2 separate regions of the Macaca mulatta genome follow, and region 1 is linked to region 2. The links are chromatin contacts, called in public Hi-C maps. All regions are on one chromosome and are shown on one strand. The core of a region is the stretch at or near the end of the contact, and the rest is flanking DNA. Distances in the headings are between cores, read along the strand shown. Region 1 holds the start of BPHL (biphenyl hydrolase like). Region 2 holds the start of PSMG4 (proteasome assembly chaperone 4).

The links. Hi-C and Micro-C count contacts between places; a contact is called where the count stands out from the background.
Region 1: a Hi-C map of fetal cortex germinal zone shows a contact between it and region 2, with 3 times the contacts expected there. The contact joins the promoter of BPHL here to the promoter of PSMG4 in region 2. A contact is called at or near these places in 7 of 14 Hi-C or Micro-C datasets (CD4 T cells, blood, cortical neurons and 4 more).

Annotation. Positions count from the first base shown.
Region 1 is chr4:180,143,477-180,148,852 of T2T-MMU8v2.0, reverse strand. BPHL (biphenyl hydrolase like) reads left to right here and starts at 1,342. Exons shown (of 6, transcript XM_015135441.3): 1 at 1,342-1,468. The coding sequence starts at 1,362.
Region 2 is chr4:180,012,449-180,017,112 of T2T-MMU8v2.0, reverse strand. It overlaps PSMG4 (proteasome assembly chaperone 4), which reads left to right and starts at 1,441. Exons shown (of 3, transcript NM_001261808.1): 1 at 1,441-1,662. The coding sequence starts at 1,489.

The sequences.
Region 1 (5,376 bases), core at 93-2,592, 130 kb before region 2:
AATTAAGGCAGAACGATAGACTTAAAGCAATAGTGGTTTTTTTCTCCACTGAGCTTTCAATTAGATAATGTCTATAACATTTATAAAGCTGGAATTATATAGTCAAAGCAAACATTAAGTGTGGTAAAACATACATAAAATTACCACTTAAACCACTTTTAGGTGTATAGTTCAGTGGCATTAAGTACACTCACAATGTTATGCAGCCATCACGAAAATCCATCTCCCCAAACTGAAACACTGTCCCAAGGAAACACCAACTTTCCATTCCCACTTCCACCAGCCCCCGACGACCTCCACTGTATTTTCTGTCCCTAGAAGTTTGACTCCTCTAGGCACCTTATTATATAAGTGGAATCACACAGTATGTCTTTTTGTGACTGGCTTACCTCCCTCAGCATAGTGCCCTCCAGGTTCATGTAGTAGCATGTGTCAGAATTTCGTTCTTTGTTCAGGCTAAAAAATGCTCCATTGCATGCACAGGCAACATTTTGTTTATCCATGTATCTGGTTTTGGACACTTAAATTGCTTCCACTCTTTTGGCTATTGTGAATAGTGCTGCTGTCAACATGAGTGTAAAAACATTTCTTCTTGTACACCCTGTTTTAAATTATTTTGGGTTATATACCCAGGAAAGAAAATACTGGATCATATAACTGATTTTCTGAGGAACGACAGTACTGTTCATCACAGTGGCTGCACCATTTTACATTCCCAACAGCAATATACAAGGGCTTCAATTTCTCTACATCTACACCAACAATAATTTCTGGGGGTTTTGCTAGCAGCCATCCTAATGGGTGTGAAGTTGTATAAAGAAAATTTAGATCTCATCATCTCTGAAAAGCAAATACACTTCCACCGTTAGTAGCCGGCTTAGAGCCAGAGCCCCGCGTGGACGCCCACCCAGCGAGGGCGCTATGGTTGGCAGCCTCGACTCCTGGAAAGGCCACGGTCGCTGAGGCGACGAGCGGGGGCGGGGCAGCGCCGACTGGGACACTCAGCCCGGGAGCCAGAGCCAGCACGAGAGGGGACGGTCTTTGCAGGTGCAGGCAGTTCCAGGACTGGGAAACCACGAGCCGAGTTTCCGTCGCCCACAGGAAAGCACCCGGCGGGGCGGGGCTTCGGGGCGGGGCTTCGGGGCGGGGCCTCGGGGCGGGGCCTCGGGGCGGGGCTTCGGGGCGGGGCTTCGGGGCGGGGCTTCGGGGCGGGGCTTCGGGGCGGGGCTTCGGGGCGGGGCCGGAAGGGTAGAGGGCAAAGCAGGATGGAGCGGCGGGGTGGGCGGGGTGGGCGGAGTGGGCCGCGGACCGCCCTGGGTCTCAGCGCATGCGCGCTCCCGCCGGCGACGCGACTTGTGACCATGGTGGCTGTGCTGGGTGGCCGAGGCGTGTTGCGGCTGCGGCTGCTGCTTTCGGCGCTGAAGCCCGGGATCCACGTCCCACGGGCCGGACCCGCGGCCGCCTTCGGGTAATGGCGGCCACCCCGCCCCTGGGATCCCCAGCATCCGCGCGCTCGAGGGGCGGCGGGAGGGGCGCGTGCCGACCGCAGGAGTTCCGGGCGTGTGGGCACTGGGCGTGGGCGAGGTCCGGCCGCCCTGCCGCCCTTTGTGCCGCGAGACCCCGATCTTGGGGTGCAGCCGCGCTTGGTGCGCGAGTCCCTCGATCGTGCATGCGCCTCGGTCAGCCTAAGTTCAAAGAGTCCGGAGCAGTAGAGGCCTTGGGCCGTGGAGTGCAGCCCCTTCAGTGTGCAGACCAGAGAGACCCAGGGAGATACTTTTGCCCGCAGTATAGACTCACCCGTGACGAAGCACGGATTAGAATCCCAACACCCTTATTAGTCCATTGCTCTGTCCAGAGTCCACACTGTAAGGGCATAAGGACAATAATCTCTTCTTCCTCCTATGTCAGAAATCAGCCTGAGAATGACTGTGCCCATTAGCTCTCTAGTACCGCTAAGGCCTTAATCCCGGGTCCCGAGAGCCCTAAGTCTTCTCTTTGCTTGCTGATCTCGTACCTTAATGTGCAAAAGAATCACATTGGGAACTGTGAAAATTCAGAATCCTGGGCCTCACTCCCAGAGGATCTGATCTACATGTGTGGAGATGCCCAGGAACCTGCTTTATTCTCATTTGTCGTCCCACCTCTCCCCCATTTCAGGTAAAACAATAACAAAAAACTGGATTAATTTCTGACCTTCCGTCTTGAAAATGAATGTTCTTGGTCCCCAGAGATACTGGGCAGAAATGTGGATATAGCGGCATGAAGCTTGTTTTACTTTATTGTCTACATACATCCCTACACACATGCAAACGCACGTATACAACGAACGTACACAGTGCATGTGCTCAGTTGACTGTTGATGGGCTATTTCCATGAAGTCAATACTAGATAGGTACACAGCGTTTAGAACTTTACTTGATCCAACATAGAAACTTTTAGTTTGAAAACTTGATTTAGGAGGAGAAAAGAGGGCAAAACTGACCAACTTTTAAAATTTCATATTGCAATTGACTAGCTCCTTTAATTTTAGAATTATTATAAGATGGTCAGGGCTATTTTGATAGATGGAAAAACATGTCAATGGCTACAGCTGCCCAGGCTGGAGTGCAGTGGTGTGATCTTGCTCACTGCAACCTCTGCCTCCCAGGTTTAAGGGATTCTCGTGGTCTCAGCCTCCCAAGTAGCTGGGATTACAGGCACCCGCCACCATGCCCGGCTAATTCTTGTATTTTTAGTAGCGATGGGGTTTCGCCAGGTTGGCCAACCTGGTCTCGAACTCTTGACCTCAAATGATCCACCCACCTCGGCCTCCCAAAGTGCTGGGATTACAGGCGCTCTCGGCCTACCAATATAGTTCTGATAGGTTATTTAATGGTTGAGGAAGGCCCCATTCACCGAGTTGCATTGCAGGTCATTCTTCCTAAAATATCTCTGAAAAAACAGGTTTCTCTGGATTTCGTACTGCCATTTTATACATGCAGCTGCAAGTTGATATGACATATAATCTAGAAAAACAGGCAGTGGTGTTAGTTAATCCTGAAACGCAGCTGTAGCTCAGTGTCAGTAGGTAAAAGGATTCATGTAAAAACTTAGCTTCAGAATAGCCACTGCCCAACCTACAATTGACTTGTGTTCCAAAAACTTGTTTGTAAGTCTGCTGTTTGGAACTTTGACCCTTATTTCAAAATCTGTAAGGTGATTTATTCCTGGGTCAGGTCAAAAAAAAAACTTTTCTACCTGAAATTGTGTATTATGTACAGTTACAGATATTAATAATTCACATAACCTAACAATCTTCCTAAAAAACATTTTCCAAGTTCAACCTTGGGATGCCCTGCCAGAGAATCAGAGACTGTCCTGCTGACGCCTGCACCACACTGTATCTGGCAGTCAGAGTGTGGCCCCAGTGCCTGAGCCCTCTTAGGACTCTGCTCAGCCATGAGGTTAGAGAGGAATCATGGCCTCTGGAGTTCTGATGGCCCCGTGGCCACTTCCTAGCTATGTGAATGTGGGCAGATTGTTCAACCTCTCTGAGCCTCTTGCCTTGCAGCGTTTTTGTGAGCATTTGAAACAATGAATGTAAAAGCCTGGGGATATAATAAACATGAAGTAATTAGTAGGCACAATGGGAATATTGATATAATAGTACAATATATAAGAAATGTAGGCTGGCGCGGTGGCTCAAGCCTGTAATCCCAGCACTTTGGGAGGCCAAGATGGGCGGATCATGAGGTCAGGAGATCGAGACCATCCTGGCTAACACGGTGAAACCCCGTCTCTACTAAAAAAATACAAAAAACTAGCCGGGCGAGGTGGCGGGCGCCTGTAGTCCCAGCTACTCGGGAGGCTGAGGCAGGAGAATGGTGTGAACCCGGGAGGCGGAGCTTGCAGTGAGCCGAGATCGCACCACCGCACTCCAGCCCCGGGGACAGAGCGAGACTCTATCTCAAAAAAAAAAAAAAAAAAAAAAGAAATGTAAAAATAATTCATCAAGATTCACGTAAATTCAAGTCCTGAAAGTAGCAAATACTTTATTGTAGGCTACTTTGCAAAACATACACAAAAGAAATAGCTGAACATATGATATTGTAATAGCAGTTTCTTTTTTTTTTTTGAGATGGAGTCTCTGTCGCCAGGCTGGCATGCAGTGGCACGATCTCGGCTCAGTGTAATCTTCACCTCCTGGGTTCCAGTGATTCCCCTGCCTCAGCCTCCGGAGTAGCTGGGATTACAGGCGCGCACCACCACGCCCAGCAAATTTTTTTTGTATTTTAGTAGCGACGGGGTTCCATCATGTTGGCCAGGATGGTCTCGATCTCCTGACCTCGTGATCCACCCGCCTGGGGCGCCCAAAGCGTTGGATTACAGGTGTGAGCCACCACGCCCGGCTGATCCAAAGCTATCTTAACCATAGAAATGAATTTCTCAGAGGAATAGGGCAGGAATCATAATAAGTAAATGGCAGGGTCAGTATTGCCGTTGTTTGCTGGCTTCATTGATGCCCCTCTAATAATATTTCTGTAGATAAGGAGCTTAGAGTTTGGTCAGACTTATTACTACCCAACTCTGTCTTTTATTTTTCCAGAAATTGTGTGTTAAGATTAGATGTACCTGTATTCAACACATCTGTTTCCACGTTTGTTTCTTTTTTACTTGAGATTGGCAAATAAGATTAAACCAAAAGAGAAAACAGGACCTCGTTTTTTCAAAGGGCTGTGTTTCAGTTATCTTTTGACTAAGGGCAGAGGTAGGGGTAGGGAGTATGTAAAAGAAAAAGATGCCCCGAGCGCGCCTGTAATCCCAGCACTTTGGGAGGCCGAGGCGGGCGGATCACGAGGTCAGGAGATCGAGACCATCCTGGCTAACGCAGTGAAACCCTGTCTCTACTTAAAAAAAAAAATTAGCCGCGCGTGGTGGCGGACGCCTGTAGTCCCAGCTACTCGGGAGGCTGAGGCAGGAGAATGGCGTGAACCCGGGAGGCAGAGCTTGCAGTGAGCCAAGATTGTGCCACGCACTCCAGCCTGGGCGACAGAGCAAGAAAAAAAAAAGAAAAGTAAAGGAGATGGTGGTTGATTTCGTTGTGTTGGCACTCCACCAGGAGAAGAGGAGCGCCTCCTTCTGGCATCTGTCCTGACTTGCCATCATGTTCCTCCTGTGCTTCACTCAGTCATCTGTCTGATAAGCTGTGGGAAGTTTGGTGGAGCCTGGTCCTGGTGCAGGTGCCATCCGTGTGCCCCTCTGGTGTATATCCCAGGACAGTCTGGCGCTCCTGGAAGAGCAGCTGAGGAGAGGTTAATCAGAACACCTGTACAGCACACCTAATTCAGGCAGGACAGACACCGGCATTGTGCCTGTCCTGAGGCGTTGTCCTGTACT
Region 2 (4,664 bases), core at 192-2,691:
ATCTATTTTGGTCCCTCAGATCACAGTGTAAAGGGATAAACAACCATGGTATAGCCATACAATGGAACACTGCTAAGCAATACAAGGACACAAGCTATTGACACGCACGCAGATTAACCCACGATAATTATGATGAAGGAAAGAAGCCGGACAAAAAACAGTACTTACTGTGTGATTCCACTGATATAAAACTCCGGAAACTGCAAGCTAATTTATGTGGCCGGAAGCGGATCAGTGGTTGGGGGCAGGAGTGATTATGGAGGGCAGGAGGGGTACTGGATGCGTTCAGTCTGTGGATTGTGATGATGATTTCACTGGCTATAACATGTGTCAAGACTTCAATTTGTACACTTTGTATGCGTGCAGTTATTGTATGTTAATAACGTTTTAATAAAGCTGTTAAAATATTGACCTGAAAATTAACTGTATTATTGAATCATCGATAATTAGCGAATAGAACGAAACTATGGAAAATGTCCTTTTAAATTTCAATTAGATCTATTGGACGTTTAAAAAGCAGACCTTTGATAGTTCCAAGTTAAATCGCTAAAGTCAGTTGTAACAGAATCTGACAAAATGGGCTGTTTTCTTTTACCACCTTTTCTCTTAACCCATTGAAGCCTTTGTTACTGAGGGTCTCTCCACAGGTATGACAATGGGATGATTCATGGTGCTTCCCATGAAACTCTCTTGCCATCCTTTCCACGTCTCGGAAAGGCTCCTGTTCTTATTTGCATTTTGCAGATGAGGAAACTGAGTCTCAGCGAGGTTAAAGGGGTAGCCCGAGGCCATGTACATGACTGCAGCTCGGGGCTCGGCGTCCAAAAGGGTGCCTGCTCATCCTCCTGCCAACTTAGTTGACACAATTTTCCTTTCTAAAGGCTTTCTCCCAATACCGTTGCCATTCTTAATTAGGGCTAGGTACAGTCGAAGCCTCCCTGGAGTTAAAGGGCTGCCAGGAGGAGGAGGTGGGACGGAAGGTGGCCGTTTTCAGGGTGCTTAAAGAACTAATTAAAAGTGAAAGTCTGTCGGGCGAAGTGTCACGGCCTGGCAGGACCGTGCGGCTGGCTTCAGCCCTTGAATGCCCCACGTCAATAATAATTAGGGTGTGGGAGGAAACAAAGCGAGGGCGAGTTCTGCCGGGCGCCCGTGGGCTCCTAGAGGTCACTGTCGGACTCTGCGACTAAAGTGGGTTTTCCCAGTCTAGAGAGGTGCTGCAGCGCGGGAGAGGCCGGCAGGACCGCCCGGGACAGCTACTCCGCCCAGGGCCGGCAGCCGCCCCGCCTCGACCACGCCCCCAACCCTAGCCCGGATCGCCCCGCCCCGACCCCGCCCCTCACCCCTCCCCTCCCCGACCACGCCCCTCATCCCCGCCCCTCCGGGGCCGAAAGCGAAAGCGCGCTCGGTGTCTCGGTGCTCGCTCCATCGGGTCTGGCTGGGCCGGCAGCGGCGAGGACCCGGGTGCAGCGCCGGGAGCCGTGGGGCGGCATGGAGGGTCTGGTTGCCGCCGCCGGCGGGGACGTCTCCCTGCACAACTTCAGCGCCAGGCTGTGGGAGCAGCTGGTCCACTTCCACGTCATGCGGCTGACGGACTCGCTGTTCCTGTGGGTGGGGGCCACGCCGCACCTGCGCAACCTGGCGGTGGCCATGTGCAGCCGCTACGTGAGTGCCGGGCGGCCGCGGGTGTGGGTGCGGGCGGCGGGGCGGGGCCGGGTGGCGGGGCCTGCGCGAGCTGCCGCCCCCCAGGCCCCTCTTGGGTCCACAGGGCGCCCGACTCCCCCGAAGCCCTCCCGCGGGGTGTCTTAGGGAACCCGCGGGCGCCCGGGCCTGCACCACCCCGGGAGCTGCGCGCGGGCCCCGAGCCCCTCTCCCTGCCCCGCCGCCCGCAGCTGCGTCCCGCCCTGGTCTCTGTAGGTCGGAATGTCCTGGGCTCCTCCTCGCCACACGCGCGCTGGGGGACGCGTCTGCCTCGTAGCTCTCGTGCCGTATGGATTTTGAGCACACTGATCATATTTTGGGGACTCCTGCGTCTCCACCTGCAGTCTCAGGCATTTCGCACTAGGCCCTCTTAGGGCAAACATCAGGCCCTCTCCCCAAGCCTGCACCCTCCTCCGCCTGACCGGCGCTGGGATGGCAGCTCCATCCTCCTGGCTGTGCGCTCGGAGCCTCGCAGTCGTCTTGGATTCCTGTTTCTTCACACTCCTCTTTCTCAGCACTCCACGCGTTGAGTCCCTAGGCACTGCCGCCAGTCAAAGCAGACAAAACCCAAGCCGCCCTCACCTCCTTCACCCTGCCACGCTGGGCCAAGCCTGGGACATTAACCATTTCCCCTCCTCTCCCGCCTTTCCGGCTTTGCGCGTCGCCGCCTGGTTTCCCCTGGTTTCCTGAGGCTGCTGTAAGAAAGTGCCACAGACCGCGTGGCTTAAAACAACAGAGGTTTATTCTCAAAGTTCTGTAGACAAAGTCTCTCTCTGTCACCCAGGTTGGGGTACAGTGGCATTCTTAGAGCTCACTGTCACCTCAAACTCCTGGGCTCAAGGGATCCTCCTTCCTCAGCCTCCCGAGTAGCTAGGACTAGACATGTGCCACCGTACCTGGCTAATTGTCTTTTTTGTAGAGATGGGGGTCTCACTATTTTGCCCAGGCTGTTCTTGAACTCCTGGCCTCAAGTGATGATCCTCCTTCCTCAGCCTCCCAAAGTGAGCCCGACTCTTTTCTCATAAGGACATCAGTAATGTTGGATTAAGGGCCCACCCTACTCCAGTATAACCTTGTCTTAAATTACATCTTTTTTTTTTTTTTTGAGACAAAGGCTTGCTCTGTCGTCCAGGCTGGAGTGCAATGGCGTGGTCTCGGCTCACTGCAACCTCTGCCTCCTGGGTTCAAGCAGTTCTGCCTCAGCCTCCTGAGTAGCTGGGATTACGGGTGCGAGCCATTACGCCGGGTTAATTTTTGTATTTTTAGTAGAGCTGAGGTTTCATTATGTTGGCCAGGCTGATCTCGAACTTCTGACCTCATGATCTGCCCGCCTCTGCCTCCTAAAGGGAAGCAAGTCCCTCTGGAAGTAAAGAATCTTTATGCTAATCTTTATCCTAAAGTGCTGGGATTATAGGCGTGATCCGCCGTGCCCGGCCTAAATTACATCTTAATTACATCTGCAGAGGCCCTGTTTCCAAACAAGGTCACATTCACAGGTACCCAGAGGTTAGGACTTCAACATATTTTTTGCAGGGACACAATTCAAGCCACAACACTGCCTTGTAACCAGCGCAACAGAATGATAGTTTTAAGACTTAAGTTGGGGCCGGGTGCGGTGGCTTAAGCCTGTAATCCCAGCACTTTGGGAGGCCGAGATGGGTGGATCACGAGGTCAGGAGATCGAGACCATCCTGGCTAACACGGTGAAACCCCGTCTCTACTAAGAAATACAAAAAACTAGCCGGGCGAGGTGGCAGGCGTCTGTAGTCCCAGCTACTCGGGAGGCTGAGGCAGGAGAATGGCGTAAACCCGGGAGGCGGAGCTTGCAGTGAGCTGAGATCCAGCCACTGCACTCCAGCCTGGGCTACAGAGCGAGACTCCGTCTCAAAAAAAAAAAAAAAAAAGAAGTTGGATATTTTCATTTCTCTGCTCAAAACCTTTCACGAGGTGAACTCAGAGCACCCAAGGACTCCAGTGACCTTCGGGCTCTGTTGCCTCTTAGGGCTCCTCCCTGTCCTCCAGCTTGGCAATGCTGGTCTCCCAGCCGCGTTAGCTCCCTCTCTCAGCCGTTGAGTGTTTCACGGTGAGGTTGGTCTGCTTGCCCAGGGTGAGCGTGTGTATCTCTAGCTCCTGATGCACCACTCTCTAAGTCCCTGTGGAATGAATGAGTGAGGCCCCCTCAGCGAGACTCTTCTGAAGCCAGTGAGGCAGTGATGACTGAGGGTGCTGGGGGCGGGAAGTCCTGGGCGAGCCCTTTCGTTGTGCACAACAGCACCCAGAAAGACCTCAGGAAGGAGATGGCATCTGGATTCCTTTCTTGCTTTTCTTTTCCTCGGTGTTTCCTTTTTTATTTTTTCTTTTCTGGAGGGGCCTGGCAGTGGGCCTTTGAGCAGGCGGCAGCAGAAGAGGCCTGGGGGACCGGGGTGATGGGTGGGGCTGTGTGCTCTGTACCACCTCGCATTCTTTCCTGATCCCAAGGCTTTGGTCATAGTGGGCAAGGCTTTGGGCACTGGTCAGCTCTGGTGTCACTGCCTTGTTCCCCTTTGTGCAGTGCTGGTTTGGGCTAGTGAGTGTGGAAGAGGTAGGCTCCTCCTGGGGGTGGCTTTGGGCACCCGTCCCATGGTGGTCACAGCTCCCAGTGGGGTGTGTTTTCTCATCTGGAAAGTGCGCCTCCAGCAAGGCCAGGCAGGAGAAGGAACAGGGGACCGATTGAGTGACCTGACCTGTCGGAAGTCCAGTCCCACTCCCTGGCCACAGTGTGCCTGGATGTTCTTTCCAGGGGCAGAGGGCTGAGCCAGCCGGGGAAAAGAGGTGCAGGCCATCGCTTAAGGCAGGAAGCCCAAGGTTCCTGTGACCCGTGGGCTGGCCCTCCATCTCCCGTCCACGCAGGTAGAGTCTGTGGAGCTCTTGTACTTTGGTGGCAGGGCTGAGCGGTTGTAATAGAGACTTGGTAACCCCTAAAGCCT